Linked DNA regions of Mus musculus: regions 2 and 3 are each linked to region 1. The links are chromatin contacts, called in public HiChIP or PLAC-seq and promoter capture Hi-C maps. All regions are on one chromosome and are shown on one strand. The core of a region is the stretch at or near the end of the contact, and the rest is flanking DNA. Distances in the headings are between cores, read along the strand shown.

Evidence for each region. HiChIP or PLAC-seq counts read pairs in DNA pulled down with a chosen protein or histone mark. Capture Hi-C pulls out chosen DNA fragments and counts their contacts.
Region 2: a contact with region 1 is called in an H3K4me3 HiChIP or PLAC-seq map of embryonic basal ganglia, with 5 times the contacts expected there. The contact joins two enhancer-like sites. A contact is called at or near these places in 2 of 39 promoter capture datasets (embryonic stem cells and stem cell-derived epiblast-like cells), 1 of 15 datasets of contacts at CTCF or cohesin (large pre-B cells), 1 of 484 Hi-C or Micro-C datasets (bone marrow-derived macrophages), 13 of 115 datasets of contacts at active chromatin or transcription factors (bone marrow-derived dendritic cells, craniofacial prominence, embryonic basal ganglia and 10 more) and 1 of 9 other capture datasets (embryonic stem cells).
Region 3: a promoter capture Hi-C map of adipose tissue shows a contact between it and region 1, with 2.5 times the contacts expected there. The contact joins two enhancer-like sites. A contact is called at or near these places in 3 of 39 promoter capture datasets (the 3T3-L1 cell line, the C10 cell line and liver), 1 of 15 datasets of contacts at CTCF or cohesin (large pre-B cells), 1 of 115 datasets of contacts at active chromatin or transcription factors (astrocytes) and 1 of 9 other capture datasets (adipose tissue).

Annotation. Positions count from the first base shown.
Region 1 is chr8:26,993,207-26,997,221 of GRCm38.p6, reverse strand. No RefSeq gene overlaps it. Among named protein-coding and RNA genes, the nearest start is that of Gm32389, 12 kb to the left of the region's middle. Within about 2 kb of position 2,646, at least 36 of the 459 cell types and tissues checked have an H3K27ac peak or open chromatin away from gene starts, as enhancers often do. A contact at or near this core is called in adipose tissue and embryonic basal ganglia, where this site is marked.
Region 2 is chr8:26,417,982-26,421,621 of GRCm38.p6, reverse strand. No RefSeq gene overlaps it. Among named protein-coding and RNA genes, the nearest start is that of Gm31898, 20 kb to the left of the region's middle. Within about 2 kb of position 1,396, at least 16 of the 459 cell types and tissues checked have an H3K27ac peak or open chromatin away from gene starts, as enhancers often do. A contact at or near this core is called in embryonic basal ganglia, where this site is marked.
Region 3 is chr8:26,068,094-26,071,624 of GRCm38.p6, reverse strand. It overlaps Hook3 (hook microtubule tethering protein 3), which reads left to right. Exons shown (of 22, transcript NM_207659.3): 10 at 427-567; 11 at 1,350-1,551; 12 at 2,956-3,066. Among named protein-coding and RNA genes, the nearest start is that of 1700047A11Rik, 13 kb to the left of the region's middle. Within about 2 kb of position 1,539, at least 2 of the 459 cell types and tissues checked have an H3K27ac peak or open chromatin away from gene starts, as enhancers often do. A contact at or near this core is called in adipose tissue, where this site is marked.

The DNA of each region.
Region 1 (4,015 bases), core at 1,397-3,896:
GGGTGGGCCCAGTGGCTGGTTTAAGGTCACTGCAAACATAGCTCCTTTTGTCTCCTGATCATGAATTAAATGCTTTTCTTTACTCCGTGTCCCCTCTATGATATGCTGCTTTGCCACAGGCCCCAAAGGGAGAGGGCACATGGTAGGCACTGAAACTGTGAGCCAAAGTGAACCTTTCCTCTTAGGTTGGTCATTTCTCTTTTGAGATAAAGTCTCACTCTGTAGCCAGGGATGTCCAGAACTTACTGTGTTTGACATCCTCAACTGGCAGGAGTTTTTTGGCCTCAGCTTCGTGAGTGCTTCAACTATAGATCCAAGCCACCAAAGCCCACATAGCATTTCTTTTTTGAATGCCTTTAAAATTTTACTTATCTTATTTTGTGTGCCTTTTGCCTGCCCTGTGTGTACCTGGTTCCTGTGGAGGTCAGAAGGAGGTGTTGTCGGATGCCCTGGAACTGGAGTCCCAGATGGTTGTGAGTCACCGTGTGGGTGCTGGGAACCGAACCCGGGTCCTCTGCAATTGCTGCAAATTCCCTTAATTCCAGCGACATCTCTTTAGCCCTGAAACCTACATAAAAAAAAAAAAAATCGACAATCCCAGGTATTATTTGCTGTATGCAAGAAAACCAACTTACCATTAGATCCTAGGAGTTTTCCAAAAGCAAGAAACACAATCTTCTATAATTCCTTTAAAAAGTATCTTCTGGAAGAGAGAAGAATAACTTCTCTTCAAGCTACACACTTCTGTTTTGATGTGCACAGGGTTTCTGGTTGATTGTTGTCGTCCTCGGTAGCTTTCGATGTCCAGTTAGCTCCAGGATCAAGAAGGCTGCCTAGCGCCTCCACGTGGGTCCTGTGACAAGCCCAGACCCTTACTTACCCGTCTAAGTGCAGAGGTCCCGCCTTGCCCGGGCTGTTGTGGTCAGCGACTCCCTCTGAATTCTGGACTTCCTTTCTCTCCCAAGCTCACTCATTGCTCCAGTGGCTCTGCCAAGGCTTGGATGGGTTCCTGAGTTTCTGCCTTCCATAAAGTCCTGGCTGAAGAGGACAGCACCCTGGAGACAAAAGGAAGTTAGCTGACAGTCACTCATGCCTTTCTCCAGCCCAACACATTTTGTACCTGGATAAGCCCACTTAGCCACTGGATCTTAAGTTTCAGGATCATGTTCCAGTGAGGCCTTCTCGGACCTTGGATCTAAAGGATTCCTCAGCAACCCCCCCGTATGCCCTACCCAACACAACACCACACCTCTTGCTTACCACTGCCCGACAATTCACGCCTGTACGTTGACTCGCGTGGGTGTCGTCTCCTTACCTGTCAGCTGCATGAAGGGGATCTACAGGCTTATTCAGCTGCATGCTTTGACTGACGTCTCCCCAGAGCCAATCCACTGCTTGGCAGTGAAAAAGGGCTTTGTAAATAGTAGATGGTGCTGATGGTCTCAGGTTCGAGTGTGGACCGGGGGTAACCTCAAAGCTGGCTAGGCAGTTACCCCGTGGCCTGGGAGTATTCTGGAGTTCCTTTATCTCTTCTCAGAGGAAGGGAAGTGGGGGTGAGGGGGGACCCTCCGGTTATAGAGACACGGTTTCTTCCCTGGACCTCAAACCTAGTTTGAAAGGGACATCTATGAGTGCTTTAAAAAAAGAGAGAGAAAGAGAGACAGAATGAATTTTATTGGTTAACTCAGTTAGTCATGAGGCTGGCCTCTGAACAACACAGCTAGGGTCTGTCTCAGAGGGACAAGAAGCCATGTGTGAGTGGTGACACAGACCTGTATTCCTGGCACTTGGGAAACGGGGGTGGGGTGGGGGTGGGATTGCAAGTTTGAAGTAACCTTGGCTTATATAGGGGGATCATGTCAAAAACAAAAGAACAAACAAACAAACAAACAAAACCTAAACCCAAACCCAAACCCAACCAACCAACCAACCGACCAACCAAAACAAAGAGGTTAGCAAGAAAGGGCAAGACAAATTTCTAATCCCAGCTACCTGTAGCCTGTTTGTTTCTGAAGGGTTCTGAGTTTGAAAGTCCCTAAAGAACATCTAGCAGGATTGGGTTGGAGGGACTGGCAAAGGAAGAAGGAAGGGAAGGAGGGAGGAGAGAGAGAGAGAGAGAGAGAGAGAGAGAGAGAGAGAGAGCGCGAGAGGAGAGAGAGAGAACCTTGCAGTTGGCAGGGATGGGTGGGGAGGGCACGGTTTGAAGGATTCATGTGTTCATGGAAGCTCACACTGAGCCTGGCTCTTTAGGAACCTGGGACAGAAGAGCTTTCTGCCGTGTGGTGGTCCCTGGCTTAGCTGGCGGTGCCCCTGGGGGCATTAGAAGTCTTGAGAAGCACTTTTAATAATCCCCATGGACTTGTGGATAGAGGAGTCTTGAGACCAAGATACTAAACCTTCTACCCTCCACAGGGGCCTTCCTGACTTGTGTGGCAGTAGTTGTCCCAACTGAGAAGCACCCACAGATGACAAAAACAAACAAAGAACTCAGCGTTTTATCTTTTGGGGCCTTTTGTCCCCTGAGATCCTTGAGGAGAAAGCAGAAAGGCTCATGCTACCCATGTGGGGCACAGAATACACACAAGGAGTGTATGGGTCACAAGTCCTCCACAGTCTCAGCCCAGCTGTCCCTCAGCCACCCCCACTCCTCCAAGAGGCCCCTGCTCCCTCCAGTTGGCCCCTCAGCTGGGAGGCTAACTTCTTCCATGTGTGGGGGCGGCTCCAGGTAGAACGTGAGGAGCGCGGCAGAGACCGTGGCTGGTGGAAGGATTGAGAGTTGGAGGAAGCGTTCTAAGGGCTGATGGGAAGGGACTTTTGGGGGTAAATGTCTGCGGGGAAAACACTGGGGGAGTCCGAGGCAACATGTTCTGGCCTGTTGGGAGGACGGCTGTTGGCACCAGGAGAAATCCGTCCAGTGAAGCCAGCCCTCATTAATCATCCGGGCGGCGGAACTGCCAGCTCCTTTCAAGAGCTTTCAAGAAGGGTTTTCACCCAAAATAGAGTTGAAAATGTGCTGGGCCCTACTCAGAATCTCATCAGTCTGGGCATTATGGGAAGTGTCAGGCAGGCTGTGACAGACAAGGCCCACTCTGTTCAAGGGGTCCTGACTCCCACAGCCTGTCATATCAAGCGCCTGATCAAATTTGACAGCTTCATTTGTACCTACAGAATAGATAAAAGGGGCTGTTCATTGAAACAAATGGAGGGGAAGGGTTGGGGGGGGGAGGCGAGGGAGCATGCATGTGAGTATGTCTCCGGGGAGGAATGGCTCAGGGGGAGGGGCACAAGGGGGACAGTTACAGCGAGGTCCAAGGGTACAAAGGAATATGCTAAGGACTCCCCAATAGTAGGGAAGGGAGAAACTGAGTCTGAAGTGGGAAGCAGGTGACTAAGGGGGGGGGGCGGATATGTGGGTGAAAGTCCCATCTTGTGGGTGTGGCCCTGGAAGGGCGTCTGAGAATCATCCCTGATGCTCTAACATAGCCAGGGAGGTGGTCCCTGTGAGGATGAGAGTCCAGGGTGGGCAGCTGGGACTTTGAAAGTTGGTTGAGCAAGTGCAGTACTCATTTCAAATCCAAACCCAAAGCAAGGAGCTCCCTTCCCTTCTGCTGAAGCAAGCTGGTCCGACTACTTCCCTGCACTGAGCCTCTGGCCCTCTCTTGTCCACCTGCTGGGTGGCTGCACCTCTTCAGGTGGCCCGGAAACAAAATCAACTGGCTGGCTTTAGGTGGCTTTCTGCTCTTCATACAAGTTAGCCCATCGGAGTATCTAGGCCGGGTATCCCCAGTATCCCTGCACAGTCCTGTTTGGGTCTTGCTCAGGCTGTCTTGTTAGCAAGCGCTCTTCTTTCTCTTCTGGGGATATCTAGGGGTGTTCTGAAGGTCTTGCACTTTTGGGGGGCGGAATCTTCTTTGTTTGCCATTATCATTTGTACTATTTGTGTGAGTTAATATTGTTTTTTTCTCACTGGATCATAGACACTTTGGTGCATGGAGCATGTCCAGTAGTATTTAAC
Region 2 (3,640 bases), core at 147-2,646, 570 kb after region 1:
GAAGGGAGAAAGCAGAGGGGTAGAAGAAATTAAAGACAAATCTACTGCTTGGCTTTGCTGTTGCCAGATACAAACTTAACCTAGAGAAGAGACCTGCTCATTTCTGCCTGCAGTGCATAATACCCAGGATGCCCTGATTTTTTTTTGAGTTGTTCATTGTTTGTTTGTTTGTTTTTTACATTCAGAACTTTTTGCTATAATTAGAAATTTCTTCCCTCTATCTACTCAGAGAGGCAAAGTTGAGAGCCAGGAGTACAATAGTGGCTATAAACACTATGAGACAAGAACCACAAAGGGTGTACTGGAGACGAGCCTGTGGGATAGGAGGAATTCCTGGATGCCTAGTCTGCCCTTGGCTCTCCACAGCTGCCCTTCATTTAAGAGGCACCAAAACAGAAACCCGGGGACATAGAAGGATAAACAACTACCGCTGGACTTAATCCATTATCTAATGGGCACCACTGGAGAGCTCTTTCTAATTGGGCCTATTTTAGAGGTTTGATAGAGGAGTCTGTTGACAGAAGCCTAAAGCAGCCATCACTCAAACCTGAACCAAATAAAATAAAAATAGAGAGAAATAAATAAATAAGAGAGATTCAGCCAGAAATAGGGGAATGGAAGGGTTGGAAAAAGAAAAGAAAGAGAGGGAGTTCACATTATCAACCAATAAACCCAATAATCCATTAGCAACCAAGGTTGCTGCATAATATAGTACTTCCCTGGTGCTATAATTTATACTGCAGACTAGAGAATAGACATGGTTATTAGACGGACGGCTACTGGATGACACATGATGCATGACCGTGCGGCATTGATCTTCACACAACAGGAAGGTGTCTAGACCGGGAGATGTATGGTTGTGCGATTCGGAGCGGGGCATATTTCACAGGAGGCCTAATGGAGTGGTGGAGCTGTGATGGATGGGCTCGCCCAGTTTCAGTAGCTGAACAGTTATAGCTGTGCTAATGCCTGACCTCTCCTGAGCCTCTTGTCCTTCATGCAGTCACGGTGACCTCATCTAAAGGGACAGAAAATGAGATGGAGAACTGGGGGAAGATGGAGAGAGGTGAAGCCTTCAAGGGGGTGGAGGAGAGAGGGTTGCTCTGAAGGAGGCAGACAAGGGTCCTATATAGAATGAATTGAGAAAAAGAAGGGAAGAAGGAGGGAGGCAAGAATCAGGTGAAAGGCACCCTAGCTTCCAGATATAAATCAATGTGTTGATAAAACAAAGATAGGGCTCTCCCATGTCTCTCCCAACCCCACCCCAAGTCAGCAGCACTGGGTAGCCCAGGGTTGCAGTTATGAAAAGCCTGGGGCTCTCTCTTCTGTGCAGTAGGTCTCCATCCCCAGAGGAGAGACTCAAGGAAGGGGTGAAGCACTGAGCCAGGTCTTGTGCTAATGGAGTGAGGAGATTCTGTGAGCAGCTTTGAGTAATCCACATCGATTATGCAATAACGCAGAGAGAACCGGTCTTCCTCCCTACACCCGCACTCCGTTAGACGATGCTTAATGCATCCTAATGACACTCTTGATCATTCCTGGGAAAATTAATGATTCATGCTGCAGCCAATCCAGATCCATCCAGCTCCCCCTTCCTCTCCTCCCCTCCTCCCTCCCTCCCTCCTCCCTTCCTGCCACCCTCATAATTTTTTTTTCTCTGTATCAGTGTTGTGAGACAGGCAGGACTCAAATCTTACCTCTTATCTGATAAGTAAAACTAACTAAGCAGAAGGCATGCACTTCTCTCTAGCCTTCATTTCTGCGTCTCCCATCATGTCCATGCCCCTCTTTATTTTGAGTCAATGAGCTAGAGATGCTGCAATGAAACGACTCAGGTAAGCTTCTAACAGAGTCCACTGAGGATCAAAAGCAAGTGTCAGAGTTGCTCGTATATCTTTAGACGTTCCCACGGCCACCCAACCACCCTTCAGACATGGTAAATAATCATCTCTCTCAGTAAAAGAGAAGCCTATTCCTTCTGAAATCCAGTAAGACTTTCCCAGGTTAATATACTACTCTGTGGGTGTTCTCAAATCTAAGAGTCAGTTCAAGTAGCACATAGATGCTTCGCTAGGGTACAAAGGATTTTTCACTGCTAGAAGCTACTGGAACTGTTGGTTTTGTTGTTTGTTTGTTTGTTTGTTTGTTTGTTTCACTTTTAGCCTCTGTGATGATTCTAAAACTTGTAAATAAAATTATGCCAATCCCATGATATGGCTGTTTTCTGAGTCTTTCTTGTTAATGTCATTAAGATGCTCGGCAGTGGGAAATTTGTAAAGAGTATACATTTATTTCCCATAGTTCCCATGGAAGATACAAGGTTCAAGGCCAAGGTGCTGGCAGGTTGACTGTCTGCATCTGTTTTTAAGATGGCATCTTGTTACATCCTCTGAAGGGAACAAAAAAGGAAAGGGACAAAGGTTGCTTAAATCCTGGTTGTGTACCACTTACCTGGTTTTGTTTTGTTTTGGTGTGTGTGTGTGTGTGTGTGTGTGTGTGTTTTCTTTGCCTACAAATATCTGTGTACCTTGTACACACAATGCTCTAGGGGGCCAGAAGAGGACATCAAATCCCCAGGAACTATAGTTACAAACAGTTGTGAGATGTTATGTGAGTGCTGGGAATTGAACCAGGGTCCTCTGAATGAACAGTCAGTGTTCTTAACTAAGGAGCCATCTCTTGGACCCCTTGACAGCTCCTATTTGGAACAAAAGAACCTTTGTGCCTTAATCACTTCTTGATGGTCTCGCCTGAATGCCATTCCATTGTCAGCATCTGGATTTTGAAGTGGACACATTCTGATCACAGCAGCTGTCCTAGGAATCATTAAAGGCATCAGATAGCTGGCAGATATGACAGCTAAGCTATACATACATTTTATAAAGAGCCTGAGATAAGCTGGGCCCTTATAAGAATAAATTAATAAGACAAATGTACAATTTTGGCATCTTAAGAAGGCAAACATTAAACAGAATGCCATAAAATAGATGTATTACAAAAAGCAATTCATACCGTTGGAAGATAGAGCAGAAGAGAAGACCTAGTGTCTGTGCAGCATATCTGCTACTATATTGAATAAGTGATGTGAACGGTTTCATTTAAGCAATAATACAATGAGGTAGTGCGCTGGATAGTTTTATGCCAATGTGACACCGCCTAAAGTCATCCGAGAAGAGGGAACCTCAAGTGAGAAAAAGCCTCCTTAAGATCTGTCTGGAGAGCACTTTTTTTTCCTTTTTCTTTTCCTTTTAACAATCGCTAGAACAAGAACTCTATTAAAATGATGCATAGGATTAAAAGAGGCTAAAGTATCTGCAATGCTTTCCCTAACATCTATTCCAGTCATATCAGACAACAACCTTTTGGTAAAAATTTCCTCAATCTCTTGTTGTAAGTCATAAATCGTTTGAGAAGAATTAGGATGGCCCAACAAATGCATGTCAACCTTTTCCCAATCATACTTGCTAGGGCTGTAATACAGTGAGATAGAGCATTCCGATCACATTTAAATTTTATTTGTTCTTTTGATATCTCTAGCCAGTCTCCAAGCAGTATCACAGCCTATCTCAAACTGGCTATTTCAGTGACTATTTCACTATTTCATTCTGTTGAGCCCAAAGTTCTGCAGAATGTTTATGTG
Region 3 (3,531 bases), core at 290-2,789, 920 kb after region 1:
AAATATTTACCAAAAGCAAAAACTATAAAGTCAAAAATTCAATTGAATTATATAAAATTTACAACTCTTTATTAAATACTTATACAAGAAAAATTGAAAGTAAGTAGTCTACATGAAATACATTGGACAGTAGACAGGAGGGCCTTGTAACTCCAAGGAAGGTTGGTGTTTGGTTTTGTGGGTCTAAATACAGCTTTTCTTCATATATATTCTTGTTAAAAATTTGGAAACCTTTGCTCTTTTCTCCTGCTGTGAGAACTTTGTGCATCGATTAAACCTGTTTTCACGGCAGGTAGGACTTGGGTAGAGTTTATGCTTACAGAAGTGAGATACATGCTCAGGAGGAATGGAATTTGTTTTCTTTTCTCCCTAAGGAAAATTATGAGACACTTAATAGTGCTTTTTATCTATTTTGTTTGGCTGCAGACTAGAAGCAGCCAAAGACGATTATCGAATCCGCTGTGAGGAGTTAGAAAAGGAAATCTCTGAGCTTCGGCAGCAGAACGATGAGCTGACCACTTTGGCAGACGAAGCTCAGTCTCTAAAGGATGAAATAGACGTTCTCAGGTAAAGAGTCGCCCTTCGCTGCAATGTTGGATTCCCTGCCACCCCCAGCCTCCCAGACACACACAGATGCAAACACACAATGCTCCATCTCAGAGGTTACAGACGCTGGCATCTCTGAGCACACAGACATGTTTAAAAAGAAAGTGTAAATGAGTATCTAAATGGCTTTATAAGCACTTAAATTAATAGGGAAATAAGTATCAAATAAATGTTAGATTCCCATGGCAGTCACTCCACTGCTGTCTGCACTGGCTCTTCCTTCTTGCTACTCTTCTTTAACTGTGAGCCCTCCTAGCCCTTGGTCTGTGTCATAAAGACTGACTTCATTTCTTTGCTGGCAGTTTTCTCCTTCCTTTCCCGTGTTCTCCGTGTAGGTACTCACTGTTCACCATTCTTTCACAATCTCGTCCTCGTGGGAGCCCTTTTTGTTTAAGAACACTACAGTGTGCAGAGAAACGCACATGCTGTGAATTAGTCCCTTTTCCCGTTAGGGATGTTTTCTCTTACCTCCGGGCTGCTACTCACTAGTCCATAGCCCTGTCTCCCATTTCTCTCGGAGCTGTTAATTTATATTTTTATAATTCTTTTCATCTGTCTGCTACCCACCACACCCAATTGCTTAGACTCACTAGATGGCCTTGCGTCGTCCTCCTGAGGAGGAAGCCATGTATGTTTAAGGAATTTAATGTGTGTTAAGTCCTGGTATCGTCTACTATTTTAACATTGTCTGAAACAGCTCTACAGCTGTGGGCATGCTTCTGACTGAGTTCCCGTCGTTTTAGACACTCTTCTGATAAAGTATCTAAACTAGAAGGCCAAGTCGAATCTTATAAGAAGAAGCTGGAAGACCTTGGAGATTTGAGGCGGCAGGTTAAGCTCTTGGAAGAAAAGAATACGATGTACATGCAGAACACTGTCAGTCTGGAGGAAGAGTTAAGAAAAGCTAATGCCGCCCGGGGACAGCTTGAGACATACAAGAGACAAGTAAGAGAACAGAAGCAGAATTCTTCTTAGTGCTGCCTGGCAAGGGCTGTGTCGCAATGCATGACTTTTTAAACTAGCAATCATGTGCAGGCCTTTCAGTCAAATCGAGTGAATACTCTACCAAGTTTTGTTTTTGTGATTTGCCTTAGTCACTGTAAAGAGACACTATGACCAAGGCAGCTAACAAAAGAGAACATTTCATTGGGGGATTGCTTGCAGTTTCAGAGGCTGAGTCCATGGAGCATGGTGACACACACACACACACACACACACACACACACACACACACACACACGGGCAGACATGAGACGTGATGGTTCTGGAGAAGGAACTGAGAGCTCTGCAACCTGACCTGCAGGCAGCAGGAAGAGAGAGTGACACTGGGCCTGGCTTGAGCTTCTAGAACCTCAAAGCCCACCAGTGACACACTTCCTCCTACAGATTCACACCTCCTAATACTTGTGGTTTCTTCAGAAGTTCTCCTTGATGACCAAGCATTCAAATACATGTGCTGTGGAGGACATTGTTATCCCACTACCATATGATGCTTAGCTGTTTTTATATTTATTTCAGATTTATTACATTTTATTTACTGGTTGCAGGGGGCATAGGTGTGCCTCAGCATGCATATGGAGGTCATAGGACAACCTGCAGGAATCTGTTCCCTCCTGTCCCCTGAGACACTATCACATGTATCCCTGGTGTGTCTGGAACTTAAGAGATCTGCTGACTGCTGCCTCTTAAGTGCTAGGGTTAAAAGTCCTAGCACTTTCTAACAGCCCATACCCAGACTGCTTGGTATTTTCTCCTTGTTCTTCCTTTTCACAGCCAGGCTTTTTTTAAATAAACTCTTCATTCCTGTTAAACTCAAAGCTCTTGGTTCCTCTTGTTGGTACCTCTCATTACCCACAGCATATGCATGCATCTCCCACTGTCATTTTAGCCCCTTCTAAGATGGGCTGTGTAACTGAGTTTTACCATCACTGGTATTTCTTCCTATCTTCCTGTCCATCTCGTTCTTGCAAGGAATGAAAGCCCCTATAGATTCTCTGATAATTATTACCATTTTCTAGATGACTCTAGGAGCCTGTCTTACCTAGACAGGCTTTATTTCCTACTTCTCTCCCTTTTGTTAGAGTGATGAATTATATAAACTTATTCAAGTATGGTGAGGATAGGATCTTCATATACCTGTAGACGAGATTGATGTATTTTCTGAAATCTGTTTTGTTTACATTGGAGGGGGTATGCTGGGTGTTGAGCATATGAGGCCTTTGTACACACTAATAAGCATATACTCTATTGTTAAGCTACATTCCACCACCTTGATCACAATTTCTAATGTTTCAAGTTATAGAAATTATAAAAATTGAAATTATATGTCATTTTTATATTTTGTATCAGGTTGTAGAGCTGCAAAATAGATTATCTGACGAATCAAAGAAAGCAGATAAGTTAGATTTTGAATATAAGCGGCTAAAAGAAAAAGTTGATGGTCTTCAGAAAGAAAAAGATGTAAGTATGTAATAGGCATTCTGTTTCTCAGAGTGCAGAAATTAAGGCTGGAATATACCTCATTTCTGACTACATTAATTCCTTTTCAAATCAACTTTTCTACTTTAAAGTCACAGTTCCCTCTTTTTCCCAGAAATAAAGATTCAAGGAACAGTTTTAGTTCAGTTCTCATTTGTTTAATATACACATATTTTTTTATCATTGCCCCTTACATCTTTTTCCTCTGCCTTTCATGTGTGTAGCTCTTCTGTTTCCCGTGTAATTCCCGTGGAGGATACTGTTCTGCCACTACTTAGCATAGTTTGCTTTTTAGTCTGAGTATTTAGTCTTCATCCTGAATCTTTGTTTAATGAAAAGAAAGGTAAGAAAATAGTAAAGGACAAACTAGCTAGCTTTGTGTCTCATGCTTAAGCATGAGTAAGGTGTTGCCTTGCAGTAAGATATCTGGCATTGTGGAAATAGAAA